2 separate regions of the Triticum aestivum genome follow, and region 2 is linked to region 1. Evidence: chromatin contacts called from public Hi-C data. All regions are on one chromosome and are shown on one strand. The core of a region is the stretch at or near the end of the contact, and the rest is flanking DNA. Distances in the headings are between cores, read along the strand shown. Region 1 holds the start of LOC123110764 (DNA-directed RNA polymerases II, IV and V subunit 9B). Region 2 holds the start of LOC100192135 (GTP-binding protein SAR1A).

The links. Hi-C and Micro-C count contacts between places; a contact is called where the count stands out from the background.
Region 2: a contact with region 1 is called in a Hi-C map of leaf, with 5 times the contacts expected there. The contact joins the promoter of LOC100192135 here to the promoter of LOC123110764 in region 1. A contact is called at or near these places in 2 of 5 Hi-C or Micro-C datasets (both in leaf) and 1 of 1 datasets of contacts at active chromatin or transcription factors (leaf).

The regions. Positions count from the first base shown.
Region 1 is chr5B:126,105,106-126,112,208 of IWGSC CS RefSeq v2.1, forward strand. LOC123110764 (DNA-directed RNA polymerases II, IV and V subunit 9B) reads right to left here and starts at 3,698. Exons shown (of 4, transcript XM_044531371.1): 1 at 3,378-3,698; 2 at 3,217-3,292; 3 at 2,628-2,786; 4 at 2,134-2,453. The coding sequence starts at 3,406. The coding sequence ends at 2,373. LOC123110762 (RNA pseudouridine synthase 1) reads left to right here. Exons shown (of 2, transcript XM_044531369.1): 2 at 236-1,438. The coding sequence ends at 918.
Region 2 is chr5B:126,556,635-126,563,737 of IWGSC CS RefSeq v2.1, forward strand. It overlaps LOC100192135 (GTP-binding protein SAR1A), which reads left to right and starts at 4,193. Exons shown (of 3, transcript XM_044531372.1): 1 at 4,193-4,493; 2 at 5,453-5,584. The coding sequence starts at 4,365.

The DNA.
Region 1 (7,103 bases), core at 2,448-4,947:
TATTCAAAAGGGACATTTTTCCTTCTTTTGTACAGAATGTAGTAGGAGTGTGTGACTCCCCTTTAAATGTTGGCTTGAATAATACATGCATATCCTCTTGTAAATACTTCTGGTCTGAATAATACGTTACCGTTGTGGCCTCCCCTACAGCTTTTCGCTAAAAAATAGTTCCTACTATTACTGACTTGCTATCTCCTATTTGTAACTGAAGAAAATTCTTATCCATGACCTGCAGGGGATCCTTCAAGTAAGCCTAACCTTCACCTCTCGAACAGGCTAGATCGTGATACCAGTGGTCTCATGGTCATCACCAAATGCAACAAAGTTGCAGCGAAGCTTGTGAAGGCCTTTACTGAGCACAAAGTCAAGAAAACATATCTAGCTCTTTGCGTAGGTTACCCACCAGCATGGGAAAAGATTAAGATATGTTCTGGTCATGGGCGATCAAAACATGGTGCTTGGCGTGTGTACGCTATGGCTGATGTTGGCCGAACACTGCCAGGGGGTTCCTCTGTAAGGGACATGAGCACAAAATTTGAAGTGCTAGGGACAGATGGTCAAGGACAGTACAGAGAACCATCTAATGTTGATATTGATGATATAGAGTCGATTACAGTACAAGAGAAAGCAGCTGACCAAACTTCAAATGTTGATGTGAAGAACCACATGGTTTTTGTTAGAGCCTATCCTCAAAGTGGACGAACACACCAGATTCGTCTGCACTGTCAGTATCTTGGGTTCCCTATCAGAGGTGATGTGAAGTACGGAGGAGTGATCGAGTGGAACGGTGTGGACTGTGATGGTCATGCGTTGCATGCAGAGAGCTTATCATTTGTGCATCCGGTAACTGGATTGCCCGTCACATTCCGAGCATCTCTCCCTTCATGGGCAAATGAAATTATTTCAACAATGGGATGAAATTCCCTTGACCTTATTGTGATGCATGGCCCTCCAGTCAGTTTTGCTGAAATTTTCAAGCAAGACCAGCATTGAACTGCCAGAAGCACCTCTTGGAGGTCCTCAAGGAGAGCAGCATTCGTCGGTAACCATGAAAGGAAGAATTCTAACAATTGTTTGCAGCTCGACAATGGCTTTCTTAGTGAAGAATCTTGGACGTATGTACTTGTTGAATAGGCTATCACAAGTACTCCTTCCGTCCGGAAATACTTGTCGGAGAAATGCATAAAACTGGATGTATCTAGAACTAAAATATGTCTAGATACATCCATTTCTCCGACAAGTATTTCCGGACGGAGGGAGTACTGGATTATTGTTCTAGCACAGATTTTGACTGTATCCATGAAATTAACTTTTTGCTGTGTAGCATCAAGATGGTTGTTGTAGCAGTATTTTCAGTACTGCAGTTGTAACCATGCACATTGTACCATGGGATATTCAGTTCTTGAACAATATATACAGAGTCTTCTGTTGCACCAAACTTTTAGGATCCAGGTCTGGAGATACTAGAAAAGGAACTAGAGTAGAGGGAAATACACATGAGCTCCACCCCCCTATATGAATATTAAGAAACCTGGAATCTTGAGATACCAAATTTGGGTGCCCCATCTACTCCCGTGTGAAGTTCCTGAAATGTATCCATGGCAAAGAGAATACAGTATGACTTACGATCCATCCAAACAGTTTTTTTTTCTATACATAGGAATTTTTTGTCTTTTTTACTGAGAATACATTTCCTAGATAAACTGCTGAAGGAAACATGTCACCCGTTAAAATGTCCACATCCCCGCTCTCTGATAAACGTAGTGGAACACGGGGATATTCACTCTTGTGTACTCGATTGTTTTCCTCCTGGAGATGTTAAAATGATCATTACCTTTCTGGTGGATATCTGCACTTCCTGTCTGTTCATGGTTGTTGTAACATTGGTTCTAGTACATAGCTGATTCAGTCATCACTGGAAAACTATTTACATAAGAGTTCCATGATGAACTAAAACACAACAGCCGATGTAAATAACAAATATTTGAAGTTCCTCAGCTCATCGTTTGCTGGCATGAGTGAAAATTCAAAACATGTTCCGTTCTTCGTTTTTTATTTGAAAAAAGAGACATGTTTTCTTGAAATTTACTGCTCAAGCTACTGCAGAAGTGCAGACGGGAACAGACCACCAAGTGAAAAATGTCCTCATAGCATCCTTTGATTAATGCAATGGACCACAGGGATAATTTTACCCCGGTGGACTCGGTTGTTTTTTCCTCACGGAGTTATGAAAATGATATGCCGCCTCAATACATCTGAAACATACAGCCAATTCATGCTACTGGGGAAAATATCTCTTGGGAAGAAAGAAAAAACAACTCTCTCAGACTGTTGCATGGGTGGAATCCGTCATCGGTTGGGTGATCGGCACATCATTCTCTCCACCGATGACCGCAGCTCGGGTTGCAGCAGACGAAGAAGAGCGTCATCCCCTCCTCACCTCTCGCGGTGGCCTATAGAACACAGCAGAATCAAGGTGAGGTTCTTGTTCAGGAAGATTGTAGCAATAATGTCAAGTGTCTATAGAACACAACCGAATCAAGGTGAGGTTCTTGTTCAGGAAGATTGTAGCTAAACCTCTGAACAATGTCAACTGTTTGTGTTGGGCTTGAATCTATCAATTTTACCTGGAAGAAGACAGCTTCGCCGTGGCCACAGACGGCACACCGGACTTCCTTGGTGCGGGGAAGGGTGGGGTCGCCGGCGACGTCCTGGAGCACCTGGGTGAACTCTCCAGCGCTGTGGTGCACCACGTTCCGGTAGACACAGTTGTTGTCTGCAACCTCCTGCAGTCTCAGAACGTTTCAAGGTCAAAACAAGAACCTAGCAGCAACTGGCAATGCACTGAACAATTGGCAATACTTGTGTCGCAAGTTGACAGCCTATGCTGCGCACTTGTCTTTCAGTTCAATGTGCTCAAGCTCAGTTCTTCCTCAGACTGAGCACAGCACAACAGCCCTTAATCTACCGACAGACCGTACAATTTTTTAGCATGCCACATTAGTTGAGTCTTTCCTTCCTTTTTCCTACTGGAATGGTTATGCTTGGTGTTAAAAACGCCAAAGGTTTATGCTCTTTTTTTTCAGATTTACCCAAGTTTTGCTGATCCTCTCATCTTGTACAGTAATTTTCAGGACGAGGTGGTATGAGGTGAAGAAGAGGATCTTTGGATGGACAGAGCGGGGAAGAAGAAGAAGAAGAAGAAGTGGTGGTGACCTGGTGGTCGCAGTTCCTGCAGGCGAAGAGGAGCACCTTCTGGTCCCTGTCCTCCTTGGGATACAAGATGTTGTTGCTGCGCCGCGCCCCCCAAAAAACAAAAAAGAGAGGATGAGACGGATCTGCTAGGTCAAATCCAGGGCCCAAACAAGGAAACATACCATTCACGGCAAAACTTCATGGCACTCATGGCTGCTGCTGGGTGGTGACTGAGACCTCCTCCTGTCGGCTGATTCGATGCTTGCCTCTCTCAAATCAAATCAGAGATCTTTGCTACTCTTGGCGTGGAGCTGAGCCGATGCCCTGGCTATCCCCCCGTACCCTTTGCAGGAAAGTGTATGGATTGGATTGGGGGCAGGTCGGTCTCTCGGAGGGGAAGCAAGTCGAGTCGAAGACGCCTTTCACTCTTCGGGGACTGGCTGGGGTGGAGCTGGAGTGAAGTCAAACACAGCGTGCCGGCCTGCCGGGGGAGAATGTCCTTTTCCGATGCCTCGCTGCTTTGTTTGTTTCTCATGCTTCTGCGATGCCACCTGTCTGTGGGGACACCGCACACAACACGTAGAGAGGCAGAGATTTCATGATGATAGAGAAAGCCAACGCCAACGGTACGCTTCCTGGCCAATTTGTTTTTGGCTGAATTTTGCTGGTTTTGTACCCCTGCAGCTGCCTAAAAAAAAGAAACCAAAACTTTGCTCGGTCTTTCCAGAGCTGTACCAGCTGGAGCCTGGAGGAAACGGAGCTGGAAGGATCCACAAGGTCCGAAACCAAAGCGTGTGGTGTGGATACCTTTCTATGGCGGCTCGTCAAAGATTTGTCAATCCTTTAGAAATTTCAGAAACAAGTTAACCAACCGCCTCAAGAAATGTCTTCTCCCTCTTACGAGATGGCTGTGGTTGCCCGTGCATGAACGGGGTCATACACAATGTTATTTATTTATTACTCCCTCTGTCCTAGAATATAAGAACGTTTTTGCCATTATGCTAGTGCAAAAAAATTCTTATATTTTGGAACGGAGGGAGTAAAATTTATTGAAACAGAGGCAATTAATAATTAAGAAGAAGAAAGTTGCCTAGTTAATTTACAGAAAATCGGACGAAAACCGTTACAGATAACTCACGGACTACTCACAAATTACAAAGGGAAACGTTTTGCACCAGACGACCGGTTAAGCGTCGCGCCGGTCGCCTCCCACGACACATGCGTCTTGTGGGGCCCAAGCACCTCTTTTCCCACTTTTGTGACTTATCTCTTCCACCCTGATGCGTGAGACTATCGTCTTCTTTACATCCCCTTTTCCTCCCTCCTTCTGCCATGGCCATCCCTCGATCTCGTGCGCCTTACAACCTCATCCACACATCCGACTGCGCTTGAGCACCCATACAGGGGTCGCGCATGAGATCACTGATTGTCGTGCTCTATGGAGGCGACGAGCGACGAGCTTGATGCTCGTCCTGTGGGGGCGACAACCACCTCGATTCCATGGCTGCACAAGCCGGATCGGCCGCATGGTGGTCAATCGACGACGGGACGCGCTGCGCGCTGCTACGGGGCCATGGTGTCGCGCACTACTATGAGCAGCAGCTTACCAGCAGTGGAGCGGCCCGTCTGCGGCGGAGGCTATTGCATCCAGCAGCGACAAATGCTGGGACCGGCGGTACCGCAGGGGGACGTGCTGCAACCAATGAGTTGCGGTGCTGGAACCGACCGGAGGAATTGCTTCAACCGGCAAGGTTGGTGGTGGTCGGCGATGGCGGTGGCCGCCATGATTTTTTGCTGGAACCACTTTTAATTTTTTCTAGAACCAGCTTTCGATGTTACTGCAATTGAAGAGGATGGTGGTGCTGTCGTCGCATGTTTTTTTGCTACATCAAGTTTTGGCTGGAACCGCTTTCGACTTTTGCTGGATCCAGAATTTGATTTTGCTACATAGGCTAGGATCTGGGGCGGCAACGGACGACTGCTGCTATGTGTTTTGCTGCATAGGTTTTTTTGCTGGAACCAACAATCGATTTTGTTACAACCAGCTGCGGCCGAGCTGGAACCGGCGAGATTTGTTTTGTTTGCGACCATCGGCGAGGGCGCATTTTTGCTGGAACCGTGATATTTTTTTGCTGGGACGGTTTTTCGTTTTTGCTACTACCAGCGAAAACCCCTTTTTCGTTGTTGAAGCTCTTTTTGATGAACACGGTGGTGGAAGCCGGTTTCGGTGGCGAGCTGAGACGGCGACGGCAGGGGCTGCTGCAACAACGACGCCCACATGTTGGAACCAACCGACGAAGAGCTACAAACGGCAGACGTTGAATCTTCGCGGGTAACCGCGCTGCAATCCCAACGGCCGCACGACGAGAGGCGTCAGGCCGGCAGCACGGCAGCGCATGCGGTGGCGCTGCAACGGGAAGATGAGGCGAGGCGAGGTGGTGGCTGACGCGGCGGTGCTGCAACCGGAAGATGAGGCGAGGCGGTTGGCGCGGGTGGAGGTGGCGTTCTCGCCCTCTTCCTTTTTCCCATGCAGGAGGTTGACGAAGGAAGGGAAGGGGTATTGATGTGACTTTTTTTGAGAAAAGGGGATTGATCTAATGGGTGTGCATGTACAGATTGAACTGCTCTAGGCAGACCGGCCGAAAGTTTCGGCCGGCGCGCCGACGCCTATCACTCACCAATTACAAAACACCAACACCACTCAGACGGCCCTTCAAACAAAACAACAACCGCAACACACGACACTTGCACAACACAATGAAACTCCTGATGAGCACACCAAACAACTGCAAAAACTGGGAACCCTCCATCATGAAATCATGGACACCTTTCGAATGTTGCCACTCTTCTCACTTTTGTTCCTCTTTGATTTCTTCTTGCTTGGCTTCTCTTTCGGACAACACTTACTTGTCTTGCCAGATCCAGGCTGATCAGCTACCCATTTCTCAGGGAAATCATAAAACTCATTGAATTTCTTTGTGTTGATGTCGTCAACCAAGAGGCTCCTAGGAGCCGACATCAACATATTGGCCGCATCGACATCCACAACCAGAGGAACCACCGACATGACATCTCCAACCATAGGAACCACCAACACAACATCATCGACCACATGAACCAGCGACTCAATGGACTCAGACACCTTCAGGTGCGCACATGACATAGGCGAAACATGTCCCTGAGGTCACCGGTGAGTTCACCTCCAAATGCTCCACAGAAAAAGGTGAAGCAAGGTTCAGGCAAAGTTCCCATAACTCAGGCATGACCTGCAGCACCAGAACCTTGAGCACGCTGATGGACTCTCCCTCAGTGGCAGGCAACACAAGAGACATCGTCGACGATGACGATGGGTTGTCCCCAACACGAGGGGAGAAACATCCATATAGCTATTTCCCCTCTTCCTTTGTGGAGCTAACATCAGCCACACTAGGAGAGCGTGACGCCAGAGTGGTCTGTGGCATAGCCGGCGCAAGGGAGAGACTGCTCACATTAGCCTCCGCTCGCTCCAGAAAACTCCCAACCCACGCCAGCCAACCCTGCAGTAGCATTGTCTGATCAGCCATAGAGGACTACCACATCACATTGGACAAAGTTATTGAGCCAATGGTAGTAGAGACGACAGACACCCAAGACCCATGGCAAAGCGCCTTGGAGGGGAGCAAAAATTTTATCGGACCTTCACATGAAGCTGGAGCAGGACGATGAACATTACTGAGGACTGGCAGCATGAGAAGGCATGTCAAAGACCTTAGAGGACGCATGGTTTGCGACATTCACACACGAGATGACCGTGATCGAAATATGCCCTAGAGGCAATAAGAAAGTTTTTATTATTATATTTCCTGATTCATGATAAAGGTTTATTATTCATGCTAGAATTGTATTGATCGGAAACTTAAATACATGTG
Region 2 (7,103 bases), core at 2,943-5,442, 450 kb after region 1:
GAGGCTCGCGGCAAGTATCATTATTTTCTGACCTTCACAGATGATTTGAGCAGATATGGGTATATCTACTTAATGAAACATAAGTCTGAAACGTTTGAAAAGTTCAAAGAATTTCAGAGTGAAGTTGAAAATCATCGTAACAAGAAAATAAAATTTCTATGATCTGATCGTGGAGGAGAATATTTGAGTTACGAGTTTGGTCTACATTTGAAACAATACGGAATAGTTTCGCAACTCACGCCACCCGGAACACCACAGCATAATGGTGTGTCCGAACGTCATAACCGTACTTTATTGGATATTGTACAATCTATGATGTTTCTTACCGATTTACCACTATCGTTTTGGGGTCATGCATTAAAGACAGCTGCATTCACGTTAAAAAGGGGCACCACCTAAGTCCGTTGAAACGACACAATATGAACTGTGGTTTGGCAAGAAACCAAAGTTGTCGTTTCTTAAAGTTTGGGGTTGCGATGCTTATGTGAAAAAGTTTCATCCTGATAAGCTCAAACCCAAATCAGAGAAATGTGTCCTCATAGGATACCCAAAGGAGAAAGTTGGGTACACCTTCTATCACAGATCCGAAGGCAAGACATTCGTTGCTAAGAATGGATCCTTTCTAGAGAAGGAGTTTCTCTCGAAAGAAGTGAGTGGAAGGAAAGTAGAACTTGATAAGGTAATTGTACCTTCTCTCTTATTGGAAAGTAGTTCATCACAGAAATCTGTTCCTGTGACTACTACACCAATTAGTGAGAAAGTTAATGATGATGATCATGTAACTTCAGATCAAGTTAGTACCGAATCTCGTAGGTAAACCAGAGTAAGATCTGCACCAGAGTGGTAGGGCAATCCTGTTCTGGAAGTCATGCTACTAGATCATGATGAACCTACGAACTATGAAGAAGCGATGGTGAGCCCAGATTCCGCAAAATGGCTTGAGGCCATGAGAACTGAGATAAGATCCATGTATGAAAACAAAGTATGGACTTTGATTGACTTGCCCAATGATCGGCAGACATTGAGATTAAGTGGATCTTCAAGAGGAAGACGGACGCTGATAGTGTTACTATCTACAAAGCTAGAATTGTCGCAAAAGGTTTTCGACAAGTTCAAGGTGTTGACTACGATGAGAGTTTTTCACTCGTATCTATGCTTAAGTCTGTCTGAATCATGTTAGCAATTGCCACATTTTTATGAAATCTGGCAAATGGATGTCAAAACTGCATTCCTTAATGGATTTTTTAAAGAAGAGTTGTATATGATGCAACCAGAAGGTTTTGTCGATCCGAAAGGTGCTAACAAAATGTGCAAGCTCCAGCGATCCATCAATGGACTGGTGCAAGCATCTCGGAGTTGGAATATACGCTTTGATAAGTTGATCAGAGCATATAGTTTTAATACAGACTTGCAGTGAAGCCTGTATTTACAAGAAAGTGAGTGGGAGCACTACAGCATTTCTGATAAGTATATGTATGACATATTGTTGATCGGAAATAATGTAGAATTATTCTGCAAAGCACAAAGGAGTGTTTGAAAGGAGTTTTTTCAAAGAAAGACCTCGGTGAAGCTGCTTACATATTGAGCATCAAGATCTATAGAGATAGATCAAGACGCTTGATAAGTTTTTCAATGAATACATACCTTGACAAGATTTTAAAGTAGTTCAAAATGGAACAGTCAAAGAAAGAGTTCTTGCATGTGTTACAAGGTGTAAGATTGAGTAAGACTCAAAACCCGACCACAGCAGAAGATTGAAAGAGAATGAAAGTCATTCCCTATGCATCAGCCATAGGTTCTATAAAGTATGTCATGTTGTGTACCAGATCTATTGCATACCCTACCACTAAGCTTGGCAAGGGAGTGCAATAGTGATCTAGGAGTAGATCAATGGACAGCGGTCAAAATTATCCTTAATGGAATAAGGATATGTTTCTCGATTATGGAAGTAAAAAAAGGTTCGTCGTAAAGGGTTACGTCGATGCAAGTTTTAACACTAATCTAGATGACTCTGAGTCTCAATCTGGATACATATTGAAAGTGGGAGCAATTAGCTAGAGTAGCTCCGTGCAGAGCATTGTAGACATAGAAATTTGCAAAATACTTACGGCTCTGAATGTGACAGACCCGTTGACTAAAATTATCTCACAAGCAAAACATGATCACACCTTAGTACTCTTTGGGTGTTAATCACATAGCGATGTGAACTAGATTATTGACTCTAGTAAACCCTTTGGGTGTTGGTCACATGTCGATGTGAACTATGGGTGTTAACCACATATAGATGTGAACTATTGATGTTAAATCACATGGCGATGTGAACTAGATTATTGACTCTAGTGCAAGTGGGAGACTGAAGGAAATATGCCCTAGAGGCAATAATAAAGTTATTATTTATTTCCTTATATCATGATAAATGTTTATTATTCATGCTAGAATTGTATTAACCGGAAACATAATACATGTGTGAATACATAGACAAACAGAGTGTCACTAGTATGCCTCTACTTGACTAGCTCGTTAATCGAAGATGGTTATGTTTCCTAACCATAGACATGAGTTGTCATTTGATTAACTGGATCACATCATTAGGAGAATGATGTGATTGACATGACCCATTCCGTTAGCTTAGCACTCGATCGTTTAGTATGTTGCTATTGCTTTCTTCATGACTTATACATGTTCCTGTAACTATGAGATTATGCAACTCCTGTTTACCGGAGGAACACTTTGGGTGCTACCAAACGTCACAACGTAACTGGGTGAATATAAAGGAGTACTACAGGTGTCTCCGAAGGTACATGTTGGGTTGGCGTATTTCGAGATTAGGTTTTGTCACTCCGATTGTCGGAGAGGTATCTCTGGGCCCTCTCGGTATTACACATCACTTAAGCCTTGCAAGCATTACAACTAATGAGTTAGTTGTGAGATGATGTATTACAGAACGAGTAAAGAGACTTGCCGGTAACGAGATTAAACTAGGTATTGGATACCGACGATCAAATCTCGGGCAAGTAACATACCGATGACAAAGGGAACAACGTATGTTGTTATGCGGATGTGCATATGATAAAACACATTCCAATATCTCTTTCGTAGAGATCAGCATTAACAACCCCGGAGCAGCAGCGTCGCGCCTCTCAAATATTGTCATCCCAAAAGACTCTGGTCTTCTCCCTGCACCTAGTGTACATCTTCCCTTCCCCATAATTGTCAGCACGCACCTCCAGGCAAGATGAATGGCTTTGTAGGGGAAAGATGGTAGCGGCGGCGCCATGGCTAGGGTTGGTGGCGACGGTGGCGGCGGCACCCTGGCCGGGATTGATGACGATGGTGGCGGCGAGCGAGCGGGGTGGTGGTGGCGGCAGCCCGTCGGCCGCCGTCAGGTGATGGAAGGATGGGAAAGGGGTCGCAATCTGGATCTAAGGAGAGATCGAGAGAAGGGGAAGCATGAAGGTTGATTTTTCATCGTGCGGGTATGCGGGAGGTCGAACGAGAGCGTTTTTTTCATCGTGCGGGAGGGATAGCGATGGGGGCGGATGAAGGACGGGCAGAACGTGGTCCTGTGGTAGGAAAAAGAACACTACTTTTTTTAAAATAGTAGAGATAAATAAATAGTAGAGATTTCACTCCTTACCTCTATATATACTATTTTAAAAAAGAATAGCCTTCCTTTTCCTGTTAGACGGAGTGCTTCATTCAACCTTCCTTTTTTCACTATAAGCATATCATTCCTTGAAACCCGCCTTAATTGACCATCTTTATTGACTTACCAAATAAGCTTATGTTTTCTTTGGTAAGACAATAAGTGACTACAAAATAAAATCCTAAAATATGGGCAGGTAAATAATGGGCAGGATTTGGTAAGCATTTATTTACCCAATCACATTAATATGAACCGGTAAATCACGGGCTAAAATAGTAGAATATTTGTACCCCTTGCAACGCACAGACAAAGGACTAAAATATCAATTATCTTTGAAGAAAAATCAATTCAAACTTCAGAAAATACATGGTGTAACTTTGGACCCAAGGGTTACATTTTTCACATGAAATCCGAAAAGAAAAACCTGGGTGCTTTCTTGCTAGAAACAAAAGGAATCCGCGAGTTGCTGGCCCACGGTCTTTCTCCAAACCACCCAACTCCCACCTACTCCTCTGAGCCCCGGGCCCCACACCGCGCTGTCCCAGGTGTCATTCTAGCGCATCTCCTCCTATTAATCCCCGTCTCAGCGGCGCGGTGGCCGCCACGTCACCAGTCGATCCCTTCCTTCTGCGGGTGCGCGTCGAGATCCGTTAACAGGCGCCCCCCTCCGGCTCCGGCGACAGAGAGGGAGGCCACCGACGGCGGCCGGCGACCGAAGATGTTCCTTGTGGACTGGTTCTACGGGGTGCTCGCGTCGCTGGGACTGTGGCAGAAGGAGGCCAAGATCCTCTTCCTCGGCCTCGACAACGCCGGCAAGACCACGCTCCTCCACATGCTCAAGGACGAGGTCGGGAAAAAACTTCCGCCCTTTCCTTATTACTTATGTTCCTTATCTGATGGATAAGTCGTTTTTTGTGCAATAAGGTTTGGTAGTTTGACGAGGTTTGGAGGAATTGTGATGGTACTTGGATCGGGATGATCCGTGTGGTTTTAGGAATCATTGATTGATCCCTTCCCCTAATATATATGTTCACGCACAGTATCTGTATTTTTAAATTGAAGTATTTTGATTCTATTCGGATTTTAGATTTGGAGACATCTGTGCCAGTAGATGTTCATCTTAGCGTCGAGAGTTCTTGGGGATTTTCTTTATAGACCATTTTCAAACGAACCGTGGAATTTTCACGGTGCGTTGCAAAAAAAAAAATCCATATTCTTTAGATTCGGGTAGCTTCGATCGTATGTGGTAAAAGGGGTTCCCAATTTTGGAAGTAGTTGGTGGATTAGCACCCTGAGTCTTTGTTTCCTGTCGAGGATAGTAGTGGACAGATTTCATTTTGGTAGCTGAGCTGCGTTTCTTTCTTTGAGCACTGGATTGCTTGCCAGATCTGGAAAACTCCCATATAGCACCTTCTAAATTTTGCTTCTTCCAGTAATCCGTGCGTAAAAAGATTGCATGTTGATTTCTTCAATGCTACCATGCTTTTTTTCTTAGAAAAGGACCAGCCGTCCTGGGTACTAGCTACCATGTAATTCCGGGGCATGCAAGTTAGATCTGCTGCAAATGCTTGTTTAGAGAGTTTAGATTTTATTTTAAATTCAGTAAGTTTGCACACTTAATCGATAAAGGGAGGATCTTTTTACTATCCGACTTGGTTTGGTAATCAGTCTTTTAAGTTACTCATGACGATTATGCTCAGAAGCTGGACATAATCAAGTTCAACATAAAAAGCGCATGCCAAATCACATGTTTGTGCTCCTGTTGGCTGAATAAAATCTTACTTGGGTTTGTGTTCCTTCTGGCAGAGGTTGGTTCAGCATCAGCCTACACAGTATCCAACTTCTGAAGAGCTGAGCATCGGGAAGATCAAGTTCAAGGCATTTGATTTAGGAGGCCATCAGATTGCTCGCCGTGTGTGGAAGGATTACTATGCCAAGGTCTCATCTTCCTCTATCTTATCACTCTCTTTACTATACATGAGTTATTTGGTGCTGTTATATCTGTTTAATGCATTTCTTCTCCTGTGGTGTACTCCCTCCGTCCGGAAATACTTGTCATCAAAATGGATCAAAAGAGATGTATCTAGAACTAAAATACGTCTAAATACATCCCCTTTTATCCATTTTGATGACAAGTATTTCCGGACGGAGGGAGTAGTTTCTAGAAATATTGTGCTGTTGTTTGATATGTTTTTCTTTCCATATGAAATACAGATTATAGATACAGTATGACAAAACTTCTATTAAATGTCATTATCAATGGATAGTAGTAGTTGGCACTGATGCACTAGAATATGTCCTAACTTTTGTCCCCACATGTAACACCAGCTGTGCGTTGAGAAATATTTATCAAGTTGTTGACCGGTGGGGTTAGTGCATTTTGAACCACAAGTAGCTGACTCCAGTACTCCTATATGCTGTCCCACTCCCACCATTATGTAGCTATCAAGATCCATGATATAACACCAGTGATATATGTGCAATGTGGCAATCTAGTTGCTTACGTAAAGTAGGGAATATGCTTTCAATTTAGTCTGTGCACAATAATCTATTGGAATACCAGGGGTTTTCCTTTTACCCCTTTTGAATGTATATTAGCATAAATGCTGTTGTGACTTTTGTTCTTATCTACCTTAGATGTTGCTTCTACCCCAAAATGGTTTCGTACAATATTACGAGGTAGCTAGTCATTTTGGCATGTTGGATTAAGCGGTGTATGACCATAGTGAAAGAGTTATATTCATCAGCTTTGCAGCAGGATCAATTTGGTGACACAATCGAACTCTGAGAGTCTTAAGTGATCTAGTCCCAGATGATGAAATGTTAGCATAAATATTTACATTAATTCTGTAGAGTGTGCAGCAGGATCAGTTTGAGGATACAATCGGGCTCCGAGATTCTGTATAACTAAATTTGCCAAACCATGAAATATTAGGTTTGGTGGAACAAAGGGGGCCATAGGAATATCTCTGGTGCTGGCAAAGGGACCAGATCCAGAAGGGTTAAATTGGTGTTACAATGGACACTTGGATAGGGGTGCAATTACTAGGAGGGAGATAAGAACGGCTTGGGGTAGAATAAGTTCATAGTTGAAACAGCAAATGGATACATTAGATTATAGTGCTCCCTCCGTAAACTAATATAAGAGCGTTTAGATTACTAAAGTAGTGATCTGAACGCTCTTACATTAGTTTACAAAGGGAGTATCATATAAACTCAGCAATCAACCTGGCTGGCAAAGACTTTAGCAGGAATATCATCAGGAACTCCCGGAATAATAAGGATTTATTTTCTCATGAAATTGTTTTTTAATACTGTAGCACCAAACTCTTGAATTTGCATCTTGCGGCCAAGAAGGCTTAACTGCTTAATCATAGATTTTGGTGCATTATGCATATACTCATGTTGTCTGCATGCATGGCGGTCTCTGTTATTCCTGATGATGTTGTTTTGACTT